4 separate regions of the Mus musculus genome follow, and all the other regions are linked to region 3. Evidence: chromatin contacts called from public HiChIP or PLAC-seq and promoter capture Hi-C data. All regions are on one chromosome and are shown on one strand. Each heading gives the region's core, a stretch centred on a gene start, on an enhancer-like site or on the middle of the called end of the contact. The rest is flanking DNA. Distances are from core to core; before and after follow the strand shown. Region 1 holds the start of Smarca5 (SWI/SNF related, matrix associated, actin dependent regulator of chromatin, subfamily a, member 5). Region 2 overlaps Inpp4b (inositol polyphosphate-4-phosphatase, type II). Region 3 holds the start of Inpp4b (inositol polyphosphate-4-phosphatase, type II). Region 4 overlaps Inpp4b (inositol polyphosphate-4-phosphatase, type II).

Evidence for each region. Promoter capture Hi-C pulls out the DNA fragments that hold promoters and counts their contacts. HiChIP or PLAC-seq counts read pairs in DNA pulled down with a chosen protein or histone mark.
Region 1: a promoter capture Hi-C map of pre-B cells shows a contact between it and region 3. The contact joins the promoter of Smarca5 here to the promoter of Inpp4b in region 3.
Region 2: a promoter capture Hi-C map of liver shows a contact between it and region 3, with 6 times the contacts expected there. The contact joins the enhancer-like site here to the promoter of Inpp4b in region 3. A contact is called at or near these places in 6 of 39 promoter capture datasets (the C10 cell line, HPC-7-derived erythroid cells, cranial neural crest and 3 more), 5 of 115 datasets of contacts at active chromatin or transcription factors (effector CD8 T cells, embryonic hindbrain, embryonic stem cells and 2 more) and 1 of 9 other capture datasets (macrophages).
Region 4: a contact with region 3 is called in an H3K27ac HiChIP or PLAC-seq map of regulatory T cells, with 10 times the contacts expected there. The contact joins the enhancer-like site here to the promoter of Inpp4b in region 3. A contact is called at or near these places in 6 of 39 promoter capture datasets (the C10 cell line, embryonic stem cells, liver and 3 more), 6 of 484 Hi-C or Micro-C datasets (CD4 T cells, Th1 cells, cerebellum and 3 more), 7 of 115 datasets of contacts at active chromatin or transcription factors (Th17 cells, Th2 cells, astrocytes and 3 more) and 3 of 9 other capture datasets (adipose tissue, liver and macrophages).

Annotation. Positions count from the first base shown.
Region 1 is chr8:80,735,272-80,742,092 of GRCm38.p6, forward strand. It overlaps Smarca5 (SWI/SNF related, matrix associated, actin dependent regulator of chromatin, subfamily a, member 5), which reads right to left and starts at 4,188. Exons shown (of 24, transcript NM_053124.2): 1 at 3,652-4,188; 2 at 1,418-1,492. The coding sequence starts at 3,825.
Region 2 is chr8:81,975,185-81,982,008 of GRCm38.p6, forward strand. The region is part of intron 14 of Inpp4b (inositol polyphosphate-4-phosphatase, type II); the gene reads left to right. Among named protein-coding and RNA genes, the nearest start is that of Gm25267, 170 kb to the right of the region's middle. Within about 2 kb of position 4,272, at least 1 of the 459 cell types and tissues checked has an H3K27ac peak or open chromatin away from gene starts, as enhancers often do.
Region 3 is chr8:81,338,239-81,345,228 of GRCm38.p6, forward strand. Inpp4b (inositol polyphosphate-4-phosphatase, type II) reads left to right here and starts at 4,324. Exons shown (of 25, transcript NM_001024617.3): 1 at 4,324-4,559. Gm51582 (classical arabinogalactan protein 9-like) reads right to left here and starts at 4,415. Exons shown (of 2, transcript XM_030243908.1): 1 at 4,016-4,415. The coding sequence starts at 4,404.
Region 4 is chr8:81,880,294-81,887,767 of GRCm38.p6, forward strand. It overlaps Inpp4b (inositol polyphosphate-4-phosphatase, type II), which reads left to right. Exons shown (of 25, transcript NM_001024617.3): 9 at 3,840-3,951. Among named protein-coding and RNA genes, the nearest start is that of Gm25267, 270 kb to the right of the region's middle. Within about 2 kb of position 1,403, at least 9 of the 459 cell types and tissues checked have an H3K27ac peak or open chromatin away from gene starts, as enhancers often do. A contact at or near this core is called in Th1 cells, Th17 cells and regulatory T cells, where this site is marked.

The DNA of each region.
Region 1 (6,821 bases), core at 2,938-5,437, 600 kb before region 3:
AGTGAAGAACAAAACTAGACATACAGACAACAATTTGCTGAAATTTTTTACAATCATTTTCAATGCTCTCTTTAAAGGTATTTTTTAATGCAAGTGAGTAATTATATCATACTATGTAGCCTTCCTAAAATACTTGTCTGGTTTATGTAGGCAAACAATATCCCATGTTATACATATTTCAATTAGATATCTATGTTCTACTTATAAAAATTAAACACAAAATTACAGTAAACTGAGCTCCACAGAGCAAGTGAGAGCCAGACACTGGGTGACTCTGTGTCTCACAATGGAAAACCAACTAACCCTGGGCAAGCAAAGGAGACCCAAAGAAGCTAAAAGGCAAATGTCTTCTATATGCATTCTTTGTGCAAACTTTCCAGAAGAGCACAAGAAGCAGCACCCGGATGCTTCTATCAGCTCCTCAGGTTCCCTAAGTGCTCAGAGAGGCAGAAGACCATGTCTGCTGCTAAAGAAAAGGGGAAATTTGAAGACATGGCAAAGTTTGACATAAAAACCCACATCACCCACACACAAAGGGGAGACCAAATTGAAGTTCAAGGACACCAAAGCACCCGAGGCCTCCTGCCATTCTGTTCTGAGTATTGTCCAAAAACCAAAGGAGGACATCCTGGTTGGTCCTCTGTTGCAAAGAAACTGGGAGAGATGTGGAACAACACTGCTGCAGGTGATAAGCAGCCCTGTGACAAGGAGCCTACCAACCTGAAGGAGAAATACGAAAAGGATAGTGCGGCTTACAGAACTAAAGGAAAACCTGATGTGGCCAAAAAAGGGGGGCGGGGAGGGTTAGTAAAGGCTGAAATGAGCAAGAAAAAGGAGGAAGCTGAAGCAGAGGATGAAAGGATGAGGAAGAGGAAGGTGGTTCTCAAAGGTTTTTTTCCTTGTCTATAAAACATTTAACCCCCCCCACACACACAAATACAACTAACTCCATTTAAAGAAAAAAAATTGAAATGTAAGGCTGTGTCAGATTTGTTTCTAACAGCACAGTGTCTTTCCTTTGCACAGTTAACACACTACAGAATGTATCTTTAGATAGCCCTGTCCTGTAATATTTTCAATAGCCACTAGCTTTGCCTGGTACAGTCTAGGGATTGTAAAGTGGCATGGAAATTTAAAACAGGTTCTTGTTGATGTACAGCACAAATTAGTTATATATGTGGAGGGGCAATATTTTGGGTTTTTTTCAGTTTTGTTTTTGTTTTATCTTCAGTTGTCTCTGATGAAGCTTATACAAAGATAATTGTTCTGTCTGAATACCACTCTATAACTGCAAAAAAACAAAAAACAGCTGTTCTGTTGACATTCTGACTGCTTCTAAGTAAATACATAAGTTTAGTAGATTTAATTATCTTAACAAAGAAGTTCATTATAAAGTATTCACATGTCTAGAACATACCATTTTTTCTTCATATGTAGGATCTGGTTCTTGGATTTCTTTTTGCTTTCCAGGTGATCCATGATCAAATACTTCCTGGTAGGAAAGGAAAATCATCAAATTGTTTAAGGATTGTCAACTATCATTATACTCATTTCTTTAAAAAAAATTGTAAATAATATTCTTGCTCCAAGGCCCGTCCCAAGATATTTAATGGCTATCAGATAACCTGACATGAAACCTGATATGGATGAAATAAAATACTATGGGGATAATCACTTTTCCCAATTATAAACTATATAACTTTTGGGGTAAAAATATCATTTACACCCTAAGGCAAAATTACTTTCTATACAAGCCATATGGACAAATCTATATTTTTTCAATAAAATTATAAATACAAATTAAGTAACTTGAATGTGAACAAAGTTCTCTTTGTATCATAAAATTCCATCTACCTACTGTGCTATTTTATAGAAATGTATACAAGAAAGGAAGCATTAGCTAGTCCCTAATTTACACTTCCTAGAACATTACCCAAAAAAATAATTCAATGTCTTTTTTTCCAACTGTAAAACGTATCTAAGGTCATCAAATACATTAGGCAAGTGTACTCAACTCAAAACTAATTCTGACTCTAAATTCACTTAAGACGATGAAAAGCAGTCTGATGATAATTATTTTAAGGACAATAAAATAGCCAGGAGCATTTAAACCCTAATAAAATACTTTAATTTTTGAGTTGCTATTTTTCAATTAAAACTTAAATATAAACACAAATGTGAAAACACAAAATAAGTGGTATTTTCATTAATCAGATGAGTAAACTGAGTCTTCTCAGTATAGGAATATCAACAGTTTCTATTTTTTTCTCAATCTTATTCTTCACGCATTTTCTTTTCTGTTTATGTCAGTTACTGCTTGTTTGTTTTGTTTTTTCGAGACAGGGCTTCTCTGTGTAGCCTTGGCTGTCCTGGAACTCGATCTGTAGACCAGGCTGGACTCGGAACTCCGAAATCTGTCTGCCTCTGCCTCCCAAGTGCTGGGATTAAAAGGCCTAAGCCACCAGTGTCACTGGTGTCCAGATTCTTTTATTTCATGGAATAGAAATCTAAGAATCCAAGTAAAACAGCACTAAAAACTCAAAAGGCCACTTAAAACCTTAAAGGGGGGGGGGGGCATCAAGTACATTTTTAAATTGAAACTGCATTCACTTCAAATTGGTGCATTACACTAACACCTACCTTCCCCACTAAAAGTTGTTTCAAAGATTAACGTTATTTCACCCAAGCTGCCTCATAAAAGTAATGCAGACTGCACCATCATTTCCTTATAGTGTAAATCCTGCACTAAAGTTCACTTTTATAGTATTGCTTCCAATCTGAGGATTAAAACTCCCAGGAGTCTTCCTTCAGACTGGAACTACAGAATACCTCAAAACAAGGCCAAGGCCAAGAATAAAAATTGGAAGCAGTAACTTTGTTCCCAGGCAACTCAATGCCTGGGAGCATGTCCAAAGAGACCTGCCTGGCAGCTCCCCCATTTTCCACTCTCTCCCCGCTTCCTCCAGTATTGTCACCATCATCTGGCCCACTGGAGCCCCAAGAAGGTGGTTCAACAGCGAATCCTCCGAATGGCTTCAAAAGGAAGCAATGCGCAGAGCTAGAAGCCCATCATCCTTCCCCGAGGCTCCCATTCATTCAGTTCTCCATGCATACACCCGTAATTGGATGGGGATCCAGGACAGGTGCTGCGGCTGTCACGCTCGTTCCCCTCCCGGTGGAGCAGGGCCCGGGAGGGGCTTCCCCTCGTTGCACACAAGCAGCTGCGCCCCGCTTATCCCCACTGCGCACTCGGCCCTCCAGCTCTCGCCATTGTCTCTGCCCAGAACAGACAGATGCCGCCCCCGCCAGCACGGGGATGAGGCACTGGAGGCGCAAGTCCCCAGCTGCGACGCTGGGAAACGTCGCCCCTCGCCCCGGGAATCCCACTCCGGAGGGGCATCTCCCTCGCCTTCCTCAAAGTTTAGTGCAAACTAAAACCTAAATCGGGAGAAATTGAGCGAGTTCTGGGGGAGCCTGGCAATGGAGGAAACGGGTCCCCTCGGCCCCAGTAATCAGGAACATGTGTTTCGTAAGAGCGATCCGCGGTCGGGCTAGGCTAGCTACACCGAGGGGAAAAGGTAAAGGTGAAGAGCAGGAGACGCGCCGGCCGAGCATCCACCTCCCTCCCTCCCCGCGCACGGCCGCGCTCACCTCCATCTCGGTGTCCGCGGGGCCCGAGCCCGCAGCACACGGAGCCGCGGGCGCCGCGCCGCCCTCGGGGCCGCCTTTGTTGCCGCTGCTGCTCCCGCCGGCGCCCGCCGCCGAGGGCTTGGAAGGCGCGCTCTCGGGAGGCGGGGGCGGCGGAGGCTCCACCGCGGACGACATGTTCCGGCTGCGTCACCCGCCGCGGCCACGGGCAGGCGCGGCGCCGAGGGAAGCGGCTTGGGCCTGCGCGACACGGGCGTCCGGGCCGCCGGAGGAGTGAGACCTGCCCGGAAGCTCTCACGCGCGAGGGCTCCGCCACCGACCCGAGCCGGCCCAGCCGCGCCGCTCGCCTCGCCGTCCTCTTCCGCGGGACTCTGCTCCACAGGCGTTTACCTCACGGCGGGAATCACGTCGACGGGAGTGGGCGGGGCCAGCGGGGTCACGGAGGTCAGGGAAGGCGGGCTGACTCTGAGGAGGCGGAGGGCCGAGGGAAAGGGAAAGGAAAACGGAAGGTTCTCAGAGGCCTCCCGGCGCCTTCTCCTCTCCGGGAGTGGATTCTCTTCTCCAGCCAACCAGGACAGCTACCTACGCCACCCGCTCTCAACCCTCGCGAGATCGCTCGTTCCCCCTTAGAAGGCCGGCTCGCGAGGGCGCGTGCGCATGCTCCTCCTTGGCCCCGCCTCCTCCAGGCCTCTAGCGGGCTGTGGAGCCGAGTGGGCGGGGCCTCGAGGAAGCGCGTCGGCGGTGCTTTGCGCCTCCGCTCCTCCGAGTGACGCGAGCTGGGTCTTCGGCGCTCCCGTAACGGCTCGGCTCGCTGTCTTCCGCCGCGCTAGGGCTCCCTCTTGGGAACGGCGCGACTGTTAGGCAAGGAGCAAAGGCCTGGGCTGGCCTTCGTCGTCCTGCCGCCTTCGCTCACGGGCGTGACGTTAAGTGACGTTGGACGCCTGAGAAGAAAAATCACCTCAGAATTAAAAAGTCTGCGTGTTCGCTCCGTCAGTCGGCTTCGTTTAGAGAGTTCGGCGTTTGTCAAGTTCAAGTTAAGACAGAAGACGCGCTGCCCTGTTAGAATGGCAGCAGATAAAGGCAGACAAATGATGGCGAGTTTTCGCATGAAACAAATACACATTTGTCTCAAGAAGTGTTTACCAGGCGTGGTGGCGCACACCTTTAATCCCAGCACTACAGAGGCAGAGACAGGCGGATCTCTTGAGTTGAGGCCAGCCTGGTCTACAGAGCGAGTTCCAGGACAGCCAGGGCTACACCGAGGAAACAAGTGTTCGTTATTCGTGTTGCTTCTTTATCCTGCCTTAGGCTGTCATGGAGGCTACTGAATCCTACGGAATATAAACACTGTTCCATTCATCCCCCACCTACTCCCAGGCACAAAAGATCTTTATCTTAATTAATCCCATTATTTAGTCCCCACCTATGTTGAATAAAAAGTCTTTTCCAGAGTTACTTTCAAACTTCTTGGAATAGATAATATTCATATATAATTTCAAATGTTTTAACCAGTCGAATAATCGTTAACTAAAATGGAGAACCTGAAAACGCTCTCGTTTAACATACTGTAGCTCATTTGGTGAGTTGTTGGGGAGCATACATGAAATCCTGGGCTTGAGTCCTAGCACTATTTAATCTGGATGCCGTGACTCGTACCCCAAATCCCAGCACTTAGAGAAGTGTAGGCACGGTCATCCTTGGCTACTAGGCCAGCCTAGACTAAAAGACACTAAAAGTGTCTCCAAAAACTAATAGATATAAGGAGCTGGAAGAGATGGTTCAAAGGTTAAGAGCACTGGTTCAATTCCCAGCACCCGTATGTCAGCTCATAACTGTTAAGTCTAGTTCCAGGGGATTCAACCCCCTCACATATATGCATAATTAAAAATATTTTGCCGGCGGGGAGTGAGACTGGGTTATTCTCTATAGCCCTGGCTGTCCTGGAACTCACTGTTTAGACCAGGCTGGAATTAAAGGTGTACACTGTGCCACCACCACCACCCAGCAAAATAAAATCTTTTTTTAAAAAGTAGTATAAAGCCACGTGGTGGTGGTGCATGCCTTTAATCCCAGCACTCGGGAGGCAGAGGCAGGCGGATTTCTGAGTTCGAGGCCAGCCTGGTCTGCAGAGAGTTCCAGGACAGCCAGGGCTATACAGAGAAACTCTGTCTCGAAAAAACAAAAAAACAAAACAAAAAGTAGTATTAAAAAGTATTTCAAAGATATAGTAATGCTTACATATATATGTGGTTAAATACAATAATTCTCAGCGTAGTCTTTATAGTGGCAAAAAGCTAGTAAAGGGCTAAAATTGAACATATTAATATTAAGAATATTGTACACCTTTAAAATGAACTAGTAGCATTTAACAATCATTAACATAAAAGTATGTTCATTATGAAGTACTATCTGAAAATGTTTTGTACTTCAAAAATGTGTTCAAACAAGTATATTTGTGGAATTATTAAAAATTGATTGTGGGCTGTATATTCTAATTCTTGTCAGCATTTCATTTTTATTACATTGTTTTCTGATTATATATGGTAGGGAGATATGCACACATGTCTGCATGTGTACAGGTGAGAGGATAAATTTGAGGAGTTGGTTCTCTCCTGTCATGTGGGTCCTGGCAGCCTCTTTCTCCACTAAGCAGTCTCACAATTTTTTTTTAAACAAGTGTGTTGTAGTAGTGAAAATCTACTTCTTATCTGCTTTTTTAGAGGTATAATTGACAGATAAAGTTTATATGAACTAGGGGTTTGGCTCAGTGGTATCTTCAACCCCTAGCACAAGAGTGAAAGTGTGTTTATTCAAGGTATTTAATGTGATGTTCAGAAATACAGATATATTATGAATGATTAGTTGAAGCTGATGAACCCACTCACCATCATCTCTTATAATTACCACGAGAGCATGGTGGGTGTGTATGTGATTTTTAAGGTCTGGTGAAGATGTAGTTCAGTGGTCCAGAACTTGCCTGGTATGCAGATAGCCCTGGGTGAGATAACCCACCAGTGTAAAAATGAATAAAGGGATCAAGGATCGTCTCCGCATGGTAGAGTGTTTGCCTGGCATGAAAGAGGCCCTGTGTTCAGTTTCCAGGACTACATATAACAGGGCACGATGGCATACACCTGTACTGTCAATACTTGGGATATAAGTGGAAGGGTCAG
Region 2 (6,824 bases), core at 3,022-5,521, 640 kb after region 3:
TTAATCCTTCTTCCTTTTTGTCTGGCACTGAGCCTACCATTTGGTTCATTTTTTCTGTAATGACATTTCTTCTAAAAGGAAAATATAATGTGATGATTTAATAATTCTAAATAGTTCGGCTTCTTCTTACATGGAGGTCAGACCTGAGGTCTGTATTATGCATTAGTATTACCTTGCCCTTAAGGACTATATCCCTAAATCCAACAGGAATAGCTAAATCCACCAGGCCATTTTATTCTGTTTCTCCATACATACATATACACCTGTGATAAAGTTGTGCATATAAACAGAGAATAGAAGGAGATTAATAACAACTACTAACAAACTAGAACCTTAACAATATACTGCAATAAGATATAAGTAGCAGCAATTTCTGATTGTTGTGATATTATTCAGCAAAATCAAGTTTCCTTGATCACAAGCTCAAGTCTATCCAGAGAGTTGAGCTGTCAAGCAGGATAACTAGTAAGGGGTCGAGTAGCACATTCAGCAGGGATACTCTGAGAAGAGGGATGGATCAGGCCATCAGAAGCAGAGCAAGATGGTCCAAGATTCCATCCTACTATTAAGAAGGTCATGTAATTTTAAATTATACAAACTGTTAATTTTTGTAATTCTCCATTTAGACTATGGTAAACCTAGATAGTTGAAACTGTGGAAAACAAAATTTCAGAGAAGTATGTTAGGAAGTTGTCTGATGTCTAGGTTAAAAGTCCTGATATAAACAACTTAAAAGGAGATGAGATTTATTGTAGCTCATGGTTTCACAGATTTCAACCCATATTATTTAGCTCCCTTGCTTCTGAGCCTATGATAAGGAGAAGGTTATTCGCCTTAAGATGGACAGGGAGCTGATTGAAGGGAAGGATATGAAGGCTTGCTATAATCTTCAGAGGCATGTGTTTATGCCTTGACATACTTTCCCTTTCTGCAATTTTTAGAAATTCCATAGGAGTACTACAAGCTGGGACCCAGCATTCAACACACAAGCATGTTGGAGTACTTTTGACATTGGAATCATAACACAAGGAATCTTTTTCACATGTCATTGCATTTCAGCTTCATCTCTCACAGTTATCCCGTCCATCCTTTTCTCACGCATCCCTTCATAGTGAACCACAGATCTGTGTTGGGAGATGGTTCTAATGCTTTGTCTTAATTCAGCTCCTAAATGCCACTTCCAGATGCTGGGGGTCTCTGCCCCCAGCTGGCTTTGACTGATAATAAAGAATTGTCATATAGCAAATGGCTAGACAGGGAGACAGAGGTGGAAAGAAACCGTGGAAAAGAGAGAGGTGATTCGCCAAGACTTGGAGGTAAAGATATCAAATTTAAGAGCTGCAGGAGAGAGGCCATCCAGCAATGGCGGTGTAAAGGGAAAGCAGCCCTATGAGGGTGTGTGGTCCAGAAGATAACAGGGCAGCAAAGATAAAGTGGAGACTTAGAAGGTGTTAAGCCAGGAATACCTGAGGGAGTATGTGCTAACCACGTGGAGGCCTGGAAATTTCTAGCCATTGAGCTGAGAGGGCATATCAAAATTAAGTTTGTGTGTGTGTGTGTGTGTGTGTGTGTGTGTGTGTGTGTGTTTTATTCGTGATTCCAGAGCTCTTGTGCAGGTACAGAGGAGGCACACAACCTGCAGGGAACATAGAGTGGCTTAGGTACTTACCGCTAAAGATCTGAGCTTAAGACTGAGCCCTATTTAGAAGCCTGGTCTGATTTGATTGTGTAATTAAGGCATCTGCTTTATGCCTTCAGTGTAAGCATCCTTATAGACAGAGCTTGATCTGAAGTCATGGACCATGCTTTCTGGTATACTCTGAATTCCCAGGAACTAGCTTAGCAGGTATTTGGTGCATTAACAAGGATAATGAAGTAAAAAGATTTCCTAAAAAGCAAGTCACTCTTTCTGCAGTGACTGGTGTGACTTAATGAAGTGACAAAGGTGTGGGCATTTGGAGATATCAGGAATCAGAAGCAGGAATTCGTACTTGTAGAAAATACCTTGTAGATACTTGCAGACAACTTCTAGGCTTGAGAGCAGCCACATGCATGTCTTAGAGAGGTGCTGTTACTCTGTATCCCGAAAGAAGAAAGATGACAGTTTTTATAAAGGATAGCCAACTTAATTACTGACAATTAATAGTCCCCTTGCCCACTTTTATATTTAATACTTACACATTAGAGACGTGCTCCAATACATCCCAGTATCTGGGGAGACCAACTGCATTCTGTTGTTTGGGCAAGAAGCATTGCATGACAGTTCAAAGTTCTGAGAAGTGAAATTGTTAAAGGCTTACACATTCATAAATGATAATATGTAAACAACTCTAGAAAATTTGATACTACATTTGTCAAACTCTGTAACAGTGTGTGAAAATAACAAACCAAGAAGAGTTTGAATTGTGAGATTTCAGAAAGCCATTCATCCTTCGGTTCCTTCATTTGCAATGTAGATATATGGTTGATGCCTCTTGATTTACCACATTGCTGCTGTAGTTGAATTACTGGAAATCATAAATAAAACAAATCTTATATTTTTGAGAAATGACATATTAAGTAAATGAGTCACAGTTGACTCAGAAAGATAATCTAGATCGTTTTATTTTACAACTCAGTGTCTTAATTTAACATTAAATTTAAACATGAAAATTTTAGTTTTCAATATATACTATATTGATTTGCATATATATACAATTAAGACACAAAGAAGAAAGAGAAGGGAGGGATCTAAAGGAAAAGTTAATCCACCAAAAGATAGGAGTTTAAGTCAGAATACTGTATCAATAAACAGATTATCAGAAAATATTTTCTTTTGCTCATTTTGAAGCACTGTGAGAAGAGTCTATAGTGGACTTGTTCCCTGTAAGGCAAAGCAATACTTGAAACCGTGACACATTGTGTCATGTCAATATGTATGAAGCAAATGAATCCTGTAAGGAACTTTTGCACTCAGGTTAAACACAGAGATTTCCAGAACATTTTTAGCAACTCTTCACTAATCTATATGCTTAGCTATCATCATTGCAAAAGCAGAGAAAGAAAATCATTTACCATATATCAAAACAGTATATTCCAGATTTTAAAAATTATCTGGGAAGGGGGTGGAGCTCAACACCTGATGCTCTTACAGAGGAGACGTACTTGGTTCCCAGTACCACATTGAGTGGTTCACAACCTCCTGTAAGTCCAGTTCCAGGTGATCCAAAGACCTTTTCTGGCTTCCATGTGCACACATTATGCACATGTGATAAGCAGGCTTTCACACACACACACACACACACACACACACACACACACACACACACACAGTATTTAATAATCTAGGCATAATCTCATTTTTGTAACATTGTAATAAAATACACATGTGAGATTTGTATATTTATATCATGGAGAAAATAGACTTACTCAAAGTAAGATAACTCATTTCTGCAAAATTCCATTAAAATACAACTTTCTCTGAAAAATTCCAGTATTTTTTTTATCATGTTCTTACAGGAGATAAAGATGTCTTCAATTTTTTGGGAAAACACAGGTAAAAAGAAAGAGTGTCATTATAATGGTGTCTAGGAGGGTTTGGGTATTGTCTGGATTCACTGTGCTTGTTAACTTGGGAGATAAGAAAGTACCCAAGGAACTAAAGGGAACTGCAACCCTATCGGTGGAACAACATTATGAACTAACCAGTACCCCAGAGCTTCTTGACTCTAGCTGCATATGTATCAAAAGATGGCCTAGTCGGCCATCACTGGAAAGAGAGGCCCATTGGACTTGCAAACTTTATATGCCCCAGTACAGGGGAACACCAGGGCCAAAAAGGGGGAGTGGGTGGGTAGGGCAGTTGGGAGGAGGGTATGGGGGACTTTTGGGATAGCATTGGAAATGTAAATGAGGAAAATACCTAATAAAAAAAGGCAAAAAAGAAAAGAATCCAGATACAACAAGGAAGAAAACATTGGTCAACACATTGGACAAGTTAGTAAGTTTGCTGTGTGGAATGGAGCCCCCTTCTCCTTAGAAATAGTTGGTATTTATTTCTTTATTAGTTGTAGATTGATTGATTGATTGATTGTGTGTGTGTGTGTGTGTGTGTGTTTGTGTGTGTGTTATGGAAACCTTCTGCCCACTCTATTTTCCACAAGCATAAAACCTTGAAGAATGGAAATATTACTGACTATAGTCTACCTAGGAAAACAAATCTGTGTAGTATGAAGAGAACATGAGCTTAAGTAGAATGTTTAGTGAGAAAGTTCTGACAGTGTGGGCATGCTCAGGGTATTAGAGAACACTTGAAATTGAGAGTCCAGCATTGCAAAATTTTCTAGGGTATTGACACACCTCCTTCAGCCAAAGAAAACTTTCCTTTAAAAAAAAAATCCCATGTAGCCAGCCCTTGTATGGCATTTAGTGAACAGAAATCATATGTGGCCTCTCACCACACAGCTTCTAGCTGTGACCACTTGCTTTTCTCAATTCATTGGCCAAGTAGCAATCATTAAATATTTGTTGATTTAATTTAGCATAAGATGATTCACAAATTCTTTTTTAGACTAATTTGTATTATAAACCAGAATCATAATCTTCACTAATGAACAGTCTTAATTAGAAGATAAGAGACTTAATTTTATTTTAATTTTTATAGTCTATACTTGCCATGATATTATTAAATTATAGATCATTTCCAAATTACTTATAGCTTTATAATTTTTTAAAAATCTGAAATGATTCAGAAAAATCTTGAAATGCGCAAAAGATAGGCAAACATAGTTAGGAGTTCAATTTGTGTGATTATAGGGAAGTAATCTAGAATCCATGTTTTACCATATATGCTAGCTATTTGACCTAGGCAAAGCTCCACCTAGCCTTCATCTTTTATGCCTAATTAATATATTATTATTTATTCTATAGAAAATTTCTTCTAATAGTTCTTACTCAATAGAGAGTTGTCAAAATAAAATAATGTAACCTATGAAAGCATTAGTGTCATATGAGACCCATAAAGTATAGGTTCAATAATTATTTATTTAGTGATAGAGAAAAATTTGATTTTAGTTAAATTTATAGTATAAATTATTTGCTTTATTAGACTTTCTCTATATTAAATTAACATGGAAAATGAAGAGGTTAGTGTACCTTTTCCCCTTGTATTTTATCCCTGGATAATGATTACCAAAACATTTGTTTTTATAAAAAAAGATTAATCAACATATAATTTTCATAGCATGAAGATGGCCTATTATACATGTACAATCCATAGAATTTTAGTAAACAGAATGTTGACTAAATTCCAGTCCAATTTTGGGACATTTCCAGTACCCAACTATGCTGTCTCAGGTCTTTTTGCAGTCACAGGAACATATGCAGAATACTTTCGAATGGATTTTAGTTTTGTACCTCACCCCGTTCCTTGATTAGTAAAGATTGTTTTCAGAATAGAGGTGAAGTCATTTAGTTTGAGGTGAGTCAGAGGTCCTTGTTTAGGTGTTATTCCATCTCATCTGGGAAAAAGTGTTAAGTGTGAAAATACCATAAACCAAACTGCATCAATGTAGAACTGAACAGACACTTAGATGTCCAAAGAAGTCAAGGCAGGAACACACGGAGAGAAGTGGAGACAGGACATAGAAGATATGACAGCGAGACTTTGTTCATTTCAATGTTATATAATTATACCTAGAACATTTCTATGTGATCTGCAGAGGGTAAAGAAATTACATGTATTTACACATCAGTGAGGCCATCACAGTTAAGAAATCAGTCAAGAGCTTAAACACTAAGACAGATGTAAGAGACAAAGCAATTCTTAGTGGGAGGCGTGGAGTACCTAACGCAGGGTTGTCTTCTGCATTAATGCTAGTTGTCAGGGAGTTAGAGTGATAGAATCAAACTTTGATCAGAACACACATGGAACCTAAATTTTCCCGGAGTCCAAGGAGGAATTTTCTTTCTTTCTTTTTACCAATAGTTTGACAAAATAAACACCAATTTAAGCATAGTTCTTGTAAGTCATTTAATTTCTTAAGTGAACCCCACAGGAGGCAAAGGAAGAGAGTTTTGTTTTTCCTTAGCTCTTTTCTCTAAGCCCCACATCCAGCAGGAAATAAGAAGCAGGTGATGGGGGAGGAGAGACATAGGATTGCACCTTCAGCAATTTCAGGAAGCATGTTGTTAAGCCCTGTGAAGCCAGAAAGGTATGTTCAAGTGTACTGAAGTGTGAAGTTTTATGTATTATTCACATGGCTTTCTTCTTACTTAGAACTAAAAGCATGTCTATGCCTCTCCATATACTGAGGACACACACACACACACACACACACACACACACACACACACACACACACACTTCTATAAACTTGAAAAATGTAAGTCAAAATCCCCCTGTGGTTTCCTTTGGAGATTTAACTCCAACACAGAGACTTACTACTAAAACATTTTTTCTCAAATTCATTGCCTCCTGTCTTTAGCCTATTCTCCCTCTGTTTTTTTTTTCTCTCCTTTATTGTCTGTCCTTCATCTGTGATCCACATTCTCCCACACTTCCCTTGGCTACAATAGTGGGATGGAAGAGTGATGTTAGGGAGAGCAGAGGAAGAACTAAAATATTACAGTTAAGTCCCAGGATTAGGTCTTGGGTTGAAAAATTCCCCCTCCTCCTCCTGCCTTCTCTCTATATCTTTCAATTCCTAAACAGAAGTAAAAAAAAATTGTCCATGTCTTAAAGCACAAATTCCCCAGTAGTTAAAGGTAATGCTAGAATTTGCATGGGTTTTGTAATAACCCGCATGTTGGAAGATGTTAACCATTTGTACCACAATATTTGTAGT
Region 3 (6,990 bases), core at 3,074-5,573:
GTGGGGATGGTGTGAACATGAGTGCAGTGAAACTTCCTAGACTATGAAGATGATCCTAATGAGTACTCCTGGAAATGGGCAGTGTGGAATCTCAACTGACCACCTTTTACAGCCAGGCAAAGCTTTCGTTGGTGGGATCAGAGTGCATGCAATTAAGCTATTGGCTAAGGGGTTCCCATGGAAATCACCAAACATCCCGAGCTATTGCTAAGACAAAAGGCTGCTTTCCACCAAGTGACAGCAGGGCCCCATTGCTGAGGACAACACCCACACAACTCATTGAACATGGAAAAGTCAAGCTGGTGTATATCTGGAACCCTCACTTGTATGCTCTAGTCTCTTTAGCATGGAAGAGTGCTCTGCAGGCTACTGAAAGAGAAATATGAACACCAATCCAGCCACAGAACTCCTGACCTATAATCTGTCCTGCCTAGTAGCCTATCAATGTGTGATCTGATCTGTGACCCACTTCACGAAAAGGAACCCATGCCCAACACAGTTCAAGTGACCAAGAACCAAAAACTAGATAGTGAAGAGATCTGGGGTAAATTAAAATATTACTGGAAAAAATCAATAAAATGATTTCTAATGATATACTTGTAGATAAATGTCTTACCCAGTCATCATCAGAGAGGCTTCATCTGACAGCATATGGGAATGAATGCAGAGAGCCACAGCCAGACATTATGCAGAGAGAGTGTCTACGTTGGAGGTCTCCATCAAATCCCTTCCCTCAGAGGCAGAGAACATGGAGGACACCAGGAGAAAAGGCCCTTGGAATGAACCAAGTAAGGCACACATGAGCTCACAGAGACTGAAGCAGCAAGCATAGGGCCTGCAATAGGTCTTTTGCATGTATACTATAGCTATTAACTTAGTATTTTTATGGGACATGTTACTGTGATAATGAGTGAGTCTCTGACTCTGGTACCTGCTCTTGGGACTCTTTTCCTTCTGTTGGGTTGCTGTGTCCAAGTTTGATATGGTAGTTTTTTCTTCATCTTATTGTATTTTATTTTGTAATGTTTGGTGGTTGTCTCTTAGAAGTCTATCTTTCCTAATGAAAGACAGAAAGGGAGTGGATACAGTGGGGAAGAGCTGAGAGGAGTAGAGAGAGGGTAAACTATAATCAGGATATGATTAAAGGTATGAGTAAAGAATTTCTTTTCCATACAAGAGAAAAAAAATGGGCAAAACCAAAGACTTGCTTTGCTGAGTATCATAAACATGAATGGATAATTATGGTTAAGGACAAAGTCCCATACCACACATTTCAGAAGAAATTTTGAATGGCAAAAAATTGTTAGAGTAGAGATGCTCACAGATGGCCTCTCTAAAGATAATGAATATATGTATGGAAAGTGAGCAAACTACCTTATTGCATAGGAGGTGTGATACCAGACTCATGGCCGCTGGCTTGATTTTATTGCTTTAGAGAGCATGCTAACTCTTGGGAGTCACCTTTAACTTTTGACTCTATAAAGGTATATCAAAAGGAAATGAGAAACTATTCTGTCCTTCCCTGGCAAATGGAGTTTCATTTCAGCAGCAGAAGTGGCTGAAACTCCAGGGCTGTGAAAGCAGAGGTTGAATGAATTTAAGCCACAGAAGCACTGGCATCTTCCAGACCTAAGCAGGGGAAGTAACAGCAAATAACCAAAATAGGTACATAGCAGGCTGATGGAAATCTCTATAATGCTGTGTGGTACACAGGTCTGATAGAGCACTCCCCTCCTTTTATTTTAAACTTTCCAGTTGAGTTACATATATATGCCACATCCTTCTGTGAAGGAGATTGGTCAGAATGACCTGTGTCTGAATTTTAATCACACTGGGGCTTTTGAGGGGCGCCTTACTTTGAGTGTTCCTGTCCAGTCAGTAACTCTGCTTGACAACTCTATTTTAGAGGGAACAATTTTCTGATTCTGATGCTTCTATGGCAGCATCTAACCTCATTGTCTAAGAGCTCCATCTTCCTTTTGCACTATTTTTTTTTCCTCTGAGGCCAGGGAACAGATGCATAAGTCCTAGTGAGGTGAAGCTCTGGAGCTCCGGTTTCATTGTCTTCCATTCTGTGTATTTTTCTGGGCTGAACTTCTGCCAGCAGATGATCTGCACCATTTTTTCCAGTAGATTGCATGAAGATGGCTGGCAACTGCATGTTACAGGTGCATAGCCAACACCTCAAGAGTGACAGGGTCTAATGGACAAGTTGGTCCTCAAAATCCCACTTTTCCCCCTTCAGTTCACCTATGATGACATAATGGCTGAGCAGAACAGAAATGAATTGGAGAGAAAGCAAGGGAGGACTTTGGGGACTAGGGTGAGAGGAAGGCAACCCAGCTTCTAACCCACAGGGTTTTGAGTCAGTCTCTAAGCACTTGTTGGAGCCATGGTGTATTCAATACTACTCCAAGCTCTGGGAGTGTAGAGGCTAAAGAAAGTATCTGAAAACCAAACTAAGCAAACATCTAACCAAACCAAACCAAACTAACCAACCCAACCAAACAAATCCAACCAAGCAACTAGCCAACCCAAACCAATCAATCAACTAAACCAGTCAACTAGCCAACCAAACCAACCAATCAATCAACCAACCAATGAACTAACCAACTAACAAACTAATCAAATGAACTAACCAACCAAACCAGACAACCGACCAACAGAACTAATTCAACCAACCTATCAGCCAACTAACCAACCCAACCAACTAAACTAACCCACTAGCCAAACAAACTAATCATTCAAGCTAGCTAACTGACCAAAGGAATCAATCCTAACAACTTACCAACCAGCCAAACCAAGCAACCAACCAAACCAATCAACTAACCAAACTAACCATCCAAACCAGCTAACCAACCAACTTAACCAACTCAACCAACCTATCAAACAAGCAACCTAACCAATCCACCCACCCACTCAATTACCCACCCACTAACCAACTCAGCCACCAACCAACCCAAACCAACCAACCAACCAACCAACCAACCAACCCAATCAACCAACGGAACCAACCAAAGACACCCTCACACCACCACTAGCACCCCGCCCCCACACACATAAATTTAAACCATCAAACTCCCTGCCCTCATCAACAAAGATAATATCTAGTAGCAAATACTTGGGAAGTAAATGGATGTCTCGATTCAGGCAGTGACAGCAGGGGTGACAGCTGGGGGCAGACACAGCTTCCCATTTTGTAATACTGTAATACTGTTAAGCACTGCCTTAACCCAAATTGATTTCACTGACTTTAAGATTCCAGGCTCTTTGTGTGACAAATGTCACACTTGTGTACACGCGTTTTTACTTTATTTAGAGTGCCAGTTTAAAGGGTTGCAAGGAAGAAAAAGGACTAGTGTGCCTTTGTGGGTAAGCTCTGAGAAGAATTACCTCTGAGCAGAGTGGACAAAACCTCTCTAGGAAAGCCGCCAGGTGGCACCTGTAAGGCGCAGATGGAGAGAGTCATTTGCCCCACCCCCACAGGCCGGACTATCCAGACTACCCCTCACCCCTCGGGTTTGTTCGCGAGGAAGTGGGGGAGTTTCAGTCTCTTTCCAGACAGCGTGATTACACACCAAAATTTTCTGACACCTCAAACACACCGAGGGCGGATTGTCTCCACACAACCAGGCTGTCAAAGGCATGAGCCTGGTGGTTGGGAACACTTAGGCACTCTGCAAGGTGGGGAGTGGCTGTGGGCTGCCCCTGTGCCCAGGTCTGCTCAGTCTGGGTCTAGGGGAAAACACTGGCAAGGGAGAAGCAGTTCTCAGGACCGTGACACGCAGAAGTCACCAGAACGTGGGACAGCGCTTCACACTCCTCTAACGCCCAATCCTCCTCCCAGGGACAGTCAGTGGGGACTAGTCTGAGCTACCTTCTCACATCCTTTTACATTTCCGCCTTCTGCAGTCTCTTCTCCTGTCCGGGTCGCATTGTGATTGCCTTGCCCCCCCCCCCCCCCGCCCCGCGCGCTTCGCCCCTGTGATCCCGCACCCCAGGATTGGCAGCTGACCCCAGAGACAGCAGAGTCTGAGTGGTGGGTGTCAGTAAACAGAAGCAGCGTGTTGTGGTCATTTCGAGCTGTGCGGTCGGGCCACCAACTCCATCTGTGGCAGGGAGGCGAGCTGCACCAGTTGCGAGACTGCTGCTGTTCCTCTTTGGTGGCTGGTTGGTGACATTGGGAGGAGACCGCTCCGAGGGAGTGAGCCTAAGACGAGGAGGAAGAGAGGCAGGGCGTTGGGGGTGGGGACGTGGCGACAGTGCCAGGGGGCGTGTGAGCTGCGGGCGAGGAGCAACTTCTCCCGGGCGCGCGCTGCGGGGCGGCGGGCGGAGCGTGAGCTGCCAGCCCAGAGCAGGGAGCGGGGAGCGGGGAGGCTCGGCCCGCGCCCTGCACGCTACCATCCTCCGGGTTCCCAGCCCCGGGTGCTGAGCTCGCCGCTATAAATAGCAGGTTACAGCTTCTGCTTGGGCGCACACGCTTTCACTGGAGAACGCAGGAAAGTCATCCTGAAAAGTGTCTGCCGCTGCTATCGCCCCCTACTCAGCCTCTGCAAGAGGTAACATCCTGCCTGGGATCCTGGGGCTCGGGAGGGAATTTTGCAGGGTGCGGAGGGTGAGGATGGGTGAATCCATAGGCTGTAGTCGTGCGCATCGGACAGTTCAGGGTGGTGGTGGTGGGGAGTACGTCCTGCCTGAGAGACAGCTGGTGTGTTTCTTATCAAGTTTCCCAGCTTGCAGCCAAGATCGTCCCTTCAGCCTTGCTTCCCAGGGACCCTGGCTGCTGGTGGTACCCCTGTGACCCTGATTACTGTCTAGTGGAGCTCGCTTGGTCTGGGGTGAACACCACACACACACACACACACACACACACACACACACACACACACGCACACACATATGAGTTCCAACTCCCAGGTGACACTGAGTTCTGGCCCAGCTTATGGTCCCTTTGAGCTGTTCTTAAAAGGTGCTGCAGCGACCTGGAGTGCTTAGGGACTGCTTCTCAACCCTAGTCCCAGTCACTGGCTGTCTCCTGCTTCAGAGGAAGTGGTCCTGGTCCTTAGAACAAGGAAGGCATGCTGGGGTTGCAGTTGCCTAAAGAGCTCTCTTTTCATGGCTATCTCCAGCCCCACCTTCAGCAACTCCTGCCCTCTCCGTCCCCCCAACACCACCCCCCCAAGTCAGGCCTGTTACCCCTAGGCTACCTTCATGTTCTACCTACCCCAAAGAGAAGTCAAGAAAGAGTTAGAAAATCAGGGCTTCAAAGTAAGAGTGGGTGATGAGAGGCTCCTCTGGAGTCTCAAATTTGCACTACAGCCTACTTGAGCTTATCTGGCCCCTCTAGCAGGACAAGGGTCCTGAGCAAACCCAGGAGCCTGCTGCTAGTATGGACTTTCAGGCTTGCAACTGGCTAGCTCTAGGTGATGCGAGAACCAGAGGCACCGGTGTTTGCCCCTCTCCACCTTTGATTTTGCTTCCCTCAGGGGAGGTGGTTTCTGCCCCAGAGGACACCCAGAGGTTTCTGTTTGGAGACAGAAGCTTTATAGGTAGGGATGTGCATATTGATGAGATAGTTGCAGCCACACAAAACTTATTGGAAAAACCCCAGAGGAGAGAGAGGCAGCAGTGCTGTTAGGGGACCGAGGTTTGTTAAGGGAAAGGATGCTCAGTTGATTATGTGGTTCCTGCAGCGTCAACTTACCAGGGAAACCCTGCGGGACATTCAGTCACGCTGGTCTAAATGATGTAGAATGTCTTCTTTGTTCATCTTACTTTATGTTTTTCTTTCTCCTGATTCTGGCTTCCTTGCTCTTTCCAAAATGACATTTGAGGTCATTATGTGGGTATTACATTTTGCTTACATTTCCCTTCAGTCTGAAAGAAGTTATTTATAAAGGTGTAGCTCTATAAAATACATGAAAGAGCAGAAGACAGGGATGAGTTCATCTCTCCTATGATGGGCACTAGGTGGCCCCTTTTATAGGTGTACATCTACATTTAGAGGACTTGTTCGCACAGAAATTTTCTTAGTGAGTTCTGGAATCAGAATGTTATCAATCTGACTTGGTTCAGAGACTCAGCAAGAGAGTGGCTGCCTGATGCTGTGTTAAAGGTAGAGTTAGGAGAGGTTTGGACAAGTGGGTACTGTCAGCTTACTCGGTGTGGGAGGAAATACATTAGCTCATGTTCTTTGGGATATACTCCAGGGAAACATTGACATGAAATCACAGTAATTGATCAGTGCCTCTGGGCTCAGCACATGGGCCTTAAACTCAAACCTGTAGGAGTTGCACTAAGTTAAAATGCTTCTGCAGAAAAATAAAGGAGAGAAAGAAAGAAAGAAGGAAATAAAGGAAGGAAGGAAAAAGGGGGCGTTTTATGAGAGTCCTGTGTATGTGAGAGAATATGTGTCTCTGAGCCTTGTGTATGTTTTGTGGGTTTTTTTTGGGGGGGGGCTCTTTTTCTTCTTCTATTTTTGGTTTTTGTCTTGTCCTATTTTATTTTATTATTTTTCTTTAGATGCCTGTTTTCTAATGAGAGACAGAAGGGGTGTGGATTCAGGTGGGAGGAGGTGGGGGGATATCTTAGGAGTTGAGGAAGGCAAAATGCAATCAGAATACTATGTATGAAAAAACTATTTTCATTAAAAGAAAAAATAGAAAATATAGAATGTTTTTTTTTCTGTGAGTTTCTTTCAATAGTGACTTAAGAGATTGTCCTTGAAAGGTTATGAAACGTGATTGTGATGAGGCTACAAGCTCTGTGTCATTGGGAAACATTTTCTGATTGGTTTTTATCATTCTAAATTGTATTCTCACGGATGAGGTAAACCGGTATTTATTTGTGATAAACTGATGGCCAATAGGGTGTTTGATACGGGGCTCTGTTCTGACAAAGTGAGAACAGCTTGATAAACTGAGTCTTGACCCTCAAAACATATAAAGAATCATCAGTGTTCTGGGCAGAAGGTACTCTTAGAATATTGGC
Region 4 (7,474 bases), core at 153-2,652, 540 kb after region 3:
TGGCTTTCCCCTGGATGTTTACAGAGGCATTTGTTAGTTTGCATTGCAGTGGCATTTCCAGAAGAGAGGAGTTATTTACATTTTGATGTTTAACATCTTCAGGAGTGTTTTTTTCTCTTCTTTTTCCTTTTGATCTGTTAAAGGATGGCAAAATATGTAGGGCAGAAACTCAGAGAATGAGTGTCATTAACGACTGTTTTACATTTCCTCTGTCTTCTAAAAACAGATGTATGTTCAGCATGTGCGATTGAATATTTCATTAGGAAGCACTGGGTGGTTATTTTAAAGGTAGATTTTTAAGAGCCTCCATTAGTGTTGTACTCCATGTCTCAGAATGCCTAGGTAGGAAGGGTGTGTAGATTTGTGTTGCTGAAATCGTCATTTCTTTCTCTTCCACACATTATCACAGTTAAATATTTAAGTTCCTTCGATGACAGAAAGGGACTGGATATTTTGGTGGGAGCACTGAGCATCGCAGGGGGTGTGAGTTTTCCCTCTCTTTCTTCTTTTGTGCTTTTCTTGGTTTTAATGAGCCAGCAGTGCAGCACACAAAAGGCATGATTTTGCCTCTTCATGTGTGGTGGGATATTTGGAAGGCATTGTGAAATGGTATGAAGAGTACTGTTGAAATAAAAGAAAATTTGGGTTTGGTTCCCAATCTGAAAAACAACAGCAACAACAACAACACAAAATCCATATATTTCTAAATCTTTAAGAAGTTTGTTTGTTTGTTTTCTAACCATCTTTAGGTACATGAACTGTGGCCAACTAAGAGGGCATTGATGGCTGTGCTCTGGGTGGGAAACTGTTGTAGAGCAATTAAGAATCTAAAATGAACTTTACATTTTAGCTCAATTAAAGGGCTTATCCAGATTTGGGGTGTCATGAATTCAGTTCTATAGTTTATAACCAGGTTCACCTCTGTGTGGCACAAATCTCAGGAGGGGGTGTGCACTTGTGAAAACTTTAAACAGATGCCTATGTAAAGCTTTATGAGATAGAATTAGATGTAGAATTTTAGTCAAAGCAAGAGCCTTACTCTTAATCCAATTAGTAGCTAAAAGAAGTATATAGGGCAGTGGTTCTCGACCTGTGGGTTACCACCCTTTGGAGGTTAAATGACCCTTTCATAGGGGTTACCTAAGATCATCTGGAAACACAAATGTTTTCATTATGATTCACAACAGCATAAAAATTACAGTTATGAAGTAGCAATGAAAATTGTATGACTGGGGGTCAGCACAACATGAGAAACTGCATTAAAGGATCACGGCATTAGGAAGGTTGAGAACCACTGTTACAGGGGCTAAGACAGGAAACACACAAGGCAGTAGTAGGTCACTGAGCAAGTAGCCAGATGTTTTTCAAAGGGAACAAAAGATCAGTGGTTCAGAAATATACAAGTAACCATGAAAGTGGGTGTGCACAACCTCTGCCCCTCCCCCACAAAAACACCCCTTCACACATACACACCTCGTGCATTGACTATTCATCTGCTTTAGCATTTAGAGAAATCTCTCTTGGATTGCAAAAGTGAGTCATTTGTTCCCCACCATTAGGATTTTAAACTTCACAGCAGAACTAAGCTCCTGTATGCTCTAACATTCAAATACTCCTGAAGATGCTATGAGATACCGTCATCTTTGGGCACAGTCTTTCTATCCATTTCAGTAACATTTCTGGGGTGAACTGCATTGAATGCGGTGCACACTAATGGGTGTAGAGTCTCTGTTTGTGCCCGCTGCTTCATAGTTGCTTCCATCAGGTTGAAGTGGAAAAGTAGCCACCTGTGTCATACAGAGGGCTGAACACCTTCCATTTATCATCTCATAGGAACCAGCCTACAGAAGAAGAATTGAGTCACAACTGAGGAAAGCAAAGCTTCCCTTGACATGCCCAACTCAGTCCTCAAGTACATATATGTACCCATTATGTCATAAATTCTTTTATTGCTCAGCCCTGGAAGAGAGAGGATGGGGGGGCATCTTCAGATGTAATGTGTGTGCTACTTGAGAGAGAAAATTCAGTGTTATACACAGGCATTGCATTTCTTAAAATTAGAATAGCTTAGTGTGCTCAAGCCAAAAACATTCAAATAATTATCTTTAAGAATTAAAAGCTATCTGTGTGATGGGTAATCAGTTTCATGGAGGAATATCTATACCTTTCAAGGAAGCAGTAATTGGTAGTACCTATACAAATAATGATTAAATCTTTATTCAGACATATGCTATTTTATGACTTGGAACACCTTGTTTTGACATATTTAAACAGAACATGATAAAGTGAATTATGTAAAATTTTCTCAGAATTAACATTAGTATTGTTTTCTATACTATGAAGATCATACTTCACACTCCCACACTTGCAATACACGGATATATACACACACACACACACATACAAGGTGAATTTTTTCTATTTTTATTTCAAAACTGAAGTTGATATTTTAATTCATATTGGTTTTACAATTATAAGAAGCATTTATTTCATATCTTAGTAAGACATTTAACATTTTATTTAACAATAAATCATATTTTTCAATGTGAAAAATGCTTATTTTATTGCAATGTGAGTTTGGTTGTACAAATATCAGTAGGACTTTTCTATTCCAGTTTCTTTAGGTACATTTTAATTGCTGCATTTTGTTTTACTAGAAGAAACTGCCATGATCTAGTAACAGAATTGTATATCCTTTTCACTTAATTTAGTCATTCTTTAATTAGCATTTTGATAAACTACATTAATTTTCTTATTTCTTTTCTGATACCTCTTATAACGACACAGCCATATTCACAAGGTGCTGGTTAAATTATATACAGCATCAACACTCAGACTAAAGTTATACAAATTTCAGAATAGGACACAGTAGCCAAGATAATTAGTGTCTAACCCCAGACAGTGAGGCAGCCAGGCTCAGATCTCTGGAATAGCACAACCCTGTTTTCACAAGGCGAAAGGGCAACTATGTATCACGGTGTTGACATTTACATGGTGTAATAGAGCCATTCATTCTGCAGATTTTCTTTTTTGCCTAAGAAAAGAAACTAGAGAATCATTAAGCATGATAGTTTGCTAACTTTATCTTTAGCTTGCTTTATAGTTGTCAACCATAATTTTTACACCAATGAAGATTGTGATGATGATAATCTTAGTAATAAAATCAGCAGCATCATTAAGTCTGGATGAGTCATTCAATGACTAATTAATGTGAGGCGGATGAAAGCCTAGAGTTGCCACTTGGCTCCAGGAGAAGTCATTTCTGCTTTAGATTCGCACCTTTGTCTCAAGAATGAGATGCTATACTAAGCACATTCGTTGATACTCCTTTATGCATCTTCACTTAGTTTGCTGGCACACAATTTTTACTTTCTCTCCTAAGAAGAAAAAATATTAAAGAATAGGATCATAGTTCAATTGTGGAGCCATGACTCAACTGTACCAGTATACATGTATAATTCTTTTCTGTTTTACTTGCCAATAGTGCTGTGATACACATAAGCTTTATCTCATGTGGTTGGGATAGAGGGGCAACAGTTTATGCCACTGTAGACATTTGCATTTATAACACAGGGTTTATAATACAGTGTAGGGTTTTGATTTCTTTCATTGTGTTATTCCCTGAAGGTGCTCCTGAGAGCCTTCCTGGAGGTCCAGTCTGTGGTCCTCCCTAATGAATTCATGAATATGGTATAATGCTAACAACACGATTTCCTGTGCATTGAGCTGCTCTGTTTAAAGGAAGTAACAATCCATGGATTTCAGAAGTAAATGTGTTCTGGATGGATTACAAAACAGGTGACACTTACCTTAGTATTTCATTGACTTTTTACTTGCAGAACCTCAGATGGTGGCAAAGTGGTCGGCACCATAGAAGTCAGCCTCGTGAAGATGGGAGAGATTGAGGATGGGGACACCGACCACATCACAACAGATGTGCAGGGACAAAAGGTAGGACTGCAGTCAGTTCATAGCATAGATTAAATTGGAAATGATAAGCTTTGCCAGACGCCTGTATTGCCAACACCCTGTGGGGCTTGAAATCTCATTATTCAAAAGCTAAATGAGAAATCATCCCTGGAATTGAAGTACAATATGTGCATTTCCTCCTGGAACCAGAAGGCCCATTTACTTGGAGCTGTGTGAAGCTCGGTGCCATTCAGAAACACCTTTCTCCACTGTGCCAGCTCTCATGTTGGTATCATCTCTCCTCAGTTGGAACAAAAGTATTGATCACTGTTGCGTTCTGCCATAATTACCCTGCATGAGACGCAGGGAGGATTCTGGGAGTGTGGCTGCCAAGAGTAGCCCTCTCTTATTCCCAGAGACATCTTTGGAAGAGATGCAATTTTAATTTTATATGAAGGGAGGCATACTTAACAAGAACTTTGTAGTTTTTGTAATTGTATACACACAGACACACAGAAGACACAGAAGGAGGGGTAGGGGTAGGGGTGGGGAGAGAGAGAGAGAGAGAGAGAGAGAGAGAGAGAGAGAGAGAAATAAAATAGGCACATAGGTTTGGAGAAGGTTGAACAACAACAATATAATGAACAAAGTAAACAGTGTATTTGAAACCTAAGCCCAAGAAATGTCTGCATAATCCATTATATTTCTTCTTCCTTTTCTGTTACAGTAACAACAAACAATATAAATATCAGCCTAAATCTTTTTCTTACAAGTGATATTTTTTATAATACTAAAACAATTGGGCACATTGTTCCAGCTTTAAAAACTTCCAGGAGTTTTATAGGAAATAATTTTTATGTTATAATTTTAATAGCAAAATACCTTTTCATAATATAATGTATATGTTTTTTAAATAAACTTTTGAAGGGATAAAACCTCCTATGACTTATTGCTTCTTAACGTTAAAATGTAGGATGTGTGTTAGTCAGAGTTCTTCTGTAAAGGAACTTTTGAAACTGATAGAATGTGTGTGTGTGTGTGTGTGTGTGTGTGTGTGTGTGTAAAATGTGTGTATAGAGTGAATATATATATACATATATAAACATGTGTTATAGACATATAGAAAACATTTACATGTACTTTTACATATTATATTTAATATATAAATAATTTTATATATTTACTGCTATTTATATATTATATAGTTTTATGTAATATGAGTATAAGAATGTGAGGGGTATGGTCCACACAGATGAACAATAGCTGCCTCACATTGAAGAGGCTGAGAATTCAGTTCAGTTCATGAGGCTGGATATCTCTGAAGTCCCATCTGGTGCCAAAGGCCTGCAGGATTCCTGGGGAGCTCTTGATCTTCACTAACTTTGGCATTCCAAAGAAGTTGTTTCTAACATCAGGTAAGGAATGCCACAACAGCAAAAGTAAGGGCAAGCAGGCAAAAAAAAAAAAAAAAAAAAAAAAAAAAAAGACAAAACATAACAAAAAACCAAAACCATGTTCTTCTTGCTGGATTGCCATCAGAAGGTAGAGCCCACATTCAGGATATGTCTTCCTCCATCAAATAATCTGATTGAGAAACACCCGTAAAGAAATGCCCATTGGATGACCTCATTTGTAGCCAAGGTGACAAACAAGATTAGCCATCACAGAATATTCTTGACAACTGAGCCTTGGGAAATATCTACTTGGGAGATGATATTTACCTAACAATTAAAAAACACATTTATTTATTTATTTATTTATTTATTTATTTATTTAAAAAATACTGATTATTGCCTTTCAAAAATTGTTTTGCTTTCTCTGAGCAGGCTAAGATACTTCTTCGTTCCACATACCTCTCTCTTCCCATCCTCTGGGGACATTATCACACACTGGATTATCCCAAGGCTGCTTATGAATGCTGAGCCATGATGTGATTTGGGCTTTGCATTGGAGACCTTTGGCCTGGGACTTAGTCTTTCTGTTCCAGCCATGTTCCTGGAGCATGCCACATAAAGCTCATTTTTGCCTCTGCTATGCACGTTTTCATGTTAACATAGACAAAGAATAACTAGAATTCTAAACTGGTTACCACGTGCTGAAGTGGACTGACAGGCCTGCCTGGTCCTGTAGCAATCCACCAGGATCCTAGCTGCCAGAGCATCACTTCCCATTTCAAAGCTGAGCTGCTATGTCCAGTCCATCTGTCCCTGGATGTCTCTTTACTGTCTGTTCTCTCTGCTTACCTGTCCCTTTGATACCAGACCATTCCTCAATGAAGCAGTACAAACTGAAAGATGTCTTAGCAGTCTGACCTAGGACACCTCTGTTTTCTCCCAACAGTTCACCAAGCCCTAGACACTAGTTCATTGCTATGATAAGGTCATGCAAAGTATGGGAAATGAGTCTGTCTTGATCCCTCTCTGTATTCTGCTCAGAGCTCACCTGCTCATGGCTCTAGGTCATCAATAAGATGAAGCTCTATAACCTGAGTGACATTCTTTTCAATGTCAAGCAATGCCCAGCTTCTTACCCACAATGTGCCTCACCAAAGGACCACATAATTTTTCTGAGCCAGCAATGTGGATTCATAACAGATAAAACTTTTTCTCTTTATAAAATGACTTACACTTTTGTGTCAATCCCTAAGAATATTTATGATTAAGTGAAGAACATATATTAAGATCTAAGATATACAATATTTATATGAGTTACATGAAAAGAAATATTTCATTGATTCTCTGTATGTTCTTAGAACAGCACAAGTATAAACCTTTCCATAGATCTTTCTATTCAAAATTGTTATGAAGGATGAGACACAGTCTGCCACTAGTGTTGATCTAAATCCTATGTGGTTGACAACTGATAAAAGAAATTAAGTAATCTAGGAGGGACTACTGAAATAATACCCCTCTTTATAATCTACGTGGTTTTGAAAGGTTGGCAAGATTGCTTAGTTGAAATACCATTAGCCAAACAAGCAGCTTGAGTCTTAGCACCCACTAGAAAGGTGAACATGGCTGTAAATAACTCCAGCACTGAGGACCTGGGGTAGACACAGGTTGACTTAAAATCAGAAGTTTTCTTTGCTGCAGTTTCTGTTCTAGGTGACTTAGAAAGCAGAAACTTACTTTGTTATAGTTCGAGAGTGTATAAACTTAAAATCAAAATGCTAGTCAAATTCTAATTTGCTTTCTGGTGAGGAATATTAGTTGAATTAATTATTTGGGTGGGGTCTGATTTTGTGTCTTAGATCTAAATCTCCAGAGAACAGTGGATAGTAATTTCAAAAGGAAAATGCTATTAAGTTGATATTATACCATCTGATTTGCCATTTAGATGAGAGATGAGGAGTGAGAAGTTCACATTTTGGTGGCTTCTCTGACACAGAGGTGTTGTGGGAAATATTAAAATAATGTCAGCACCATCCGTGCTATACCCAGCTACTCTCCTCCCACGGTCTCTTGGGCCTCTAGGCTAGCCCCATGCAGAGACCAATTGTAGTCTTCCCAGCTCTGCTTTGTTTGCCTCAGACTGTCTGTATCTTCTCAGCCATCCACACCCTGTG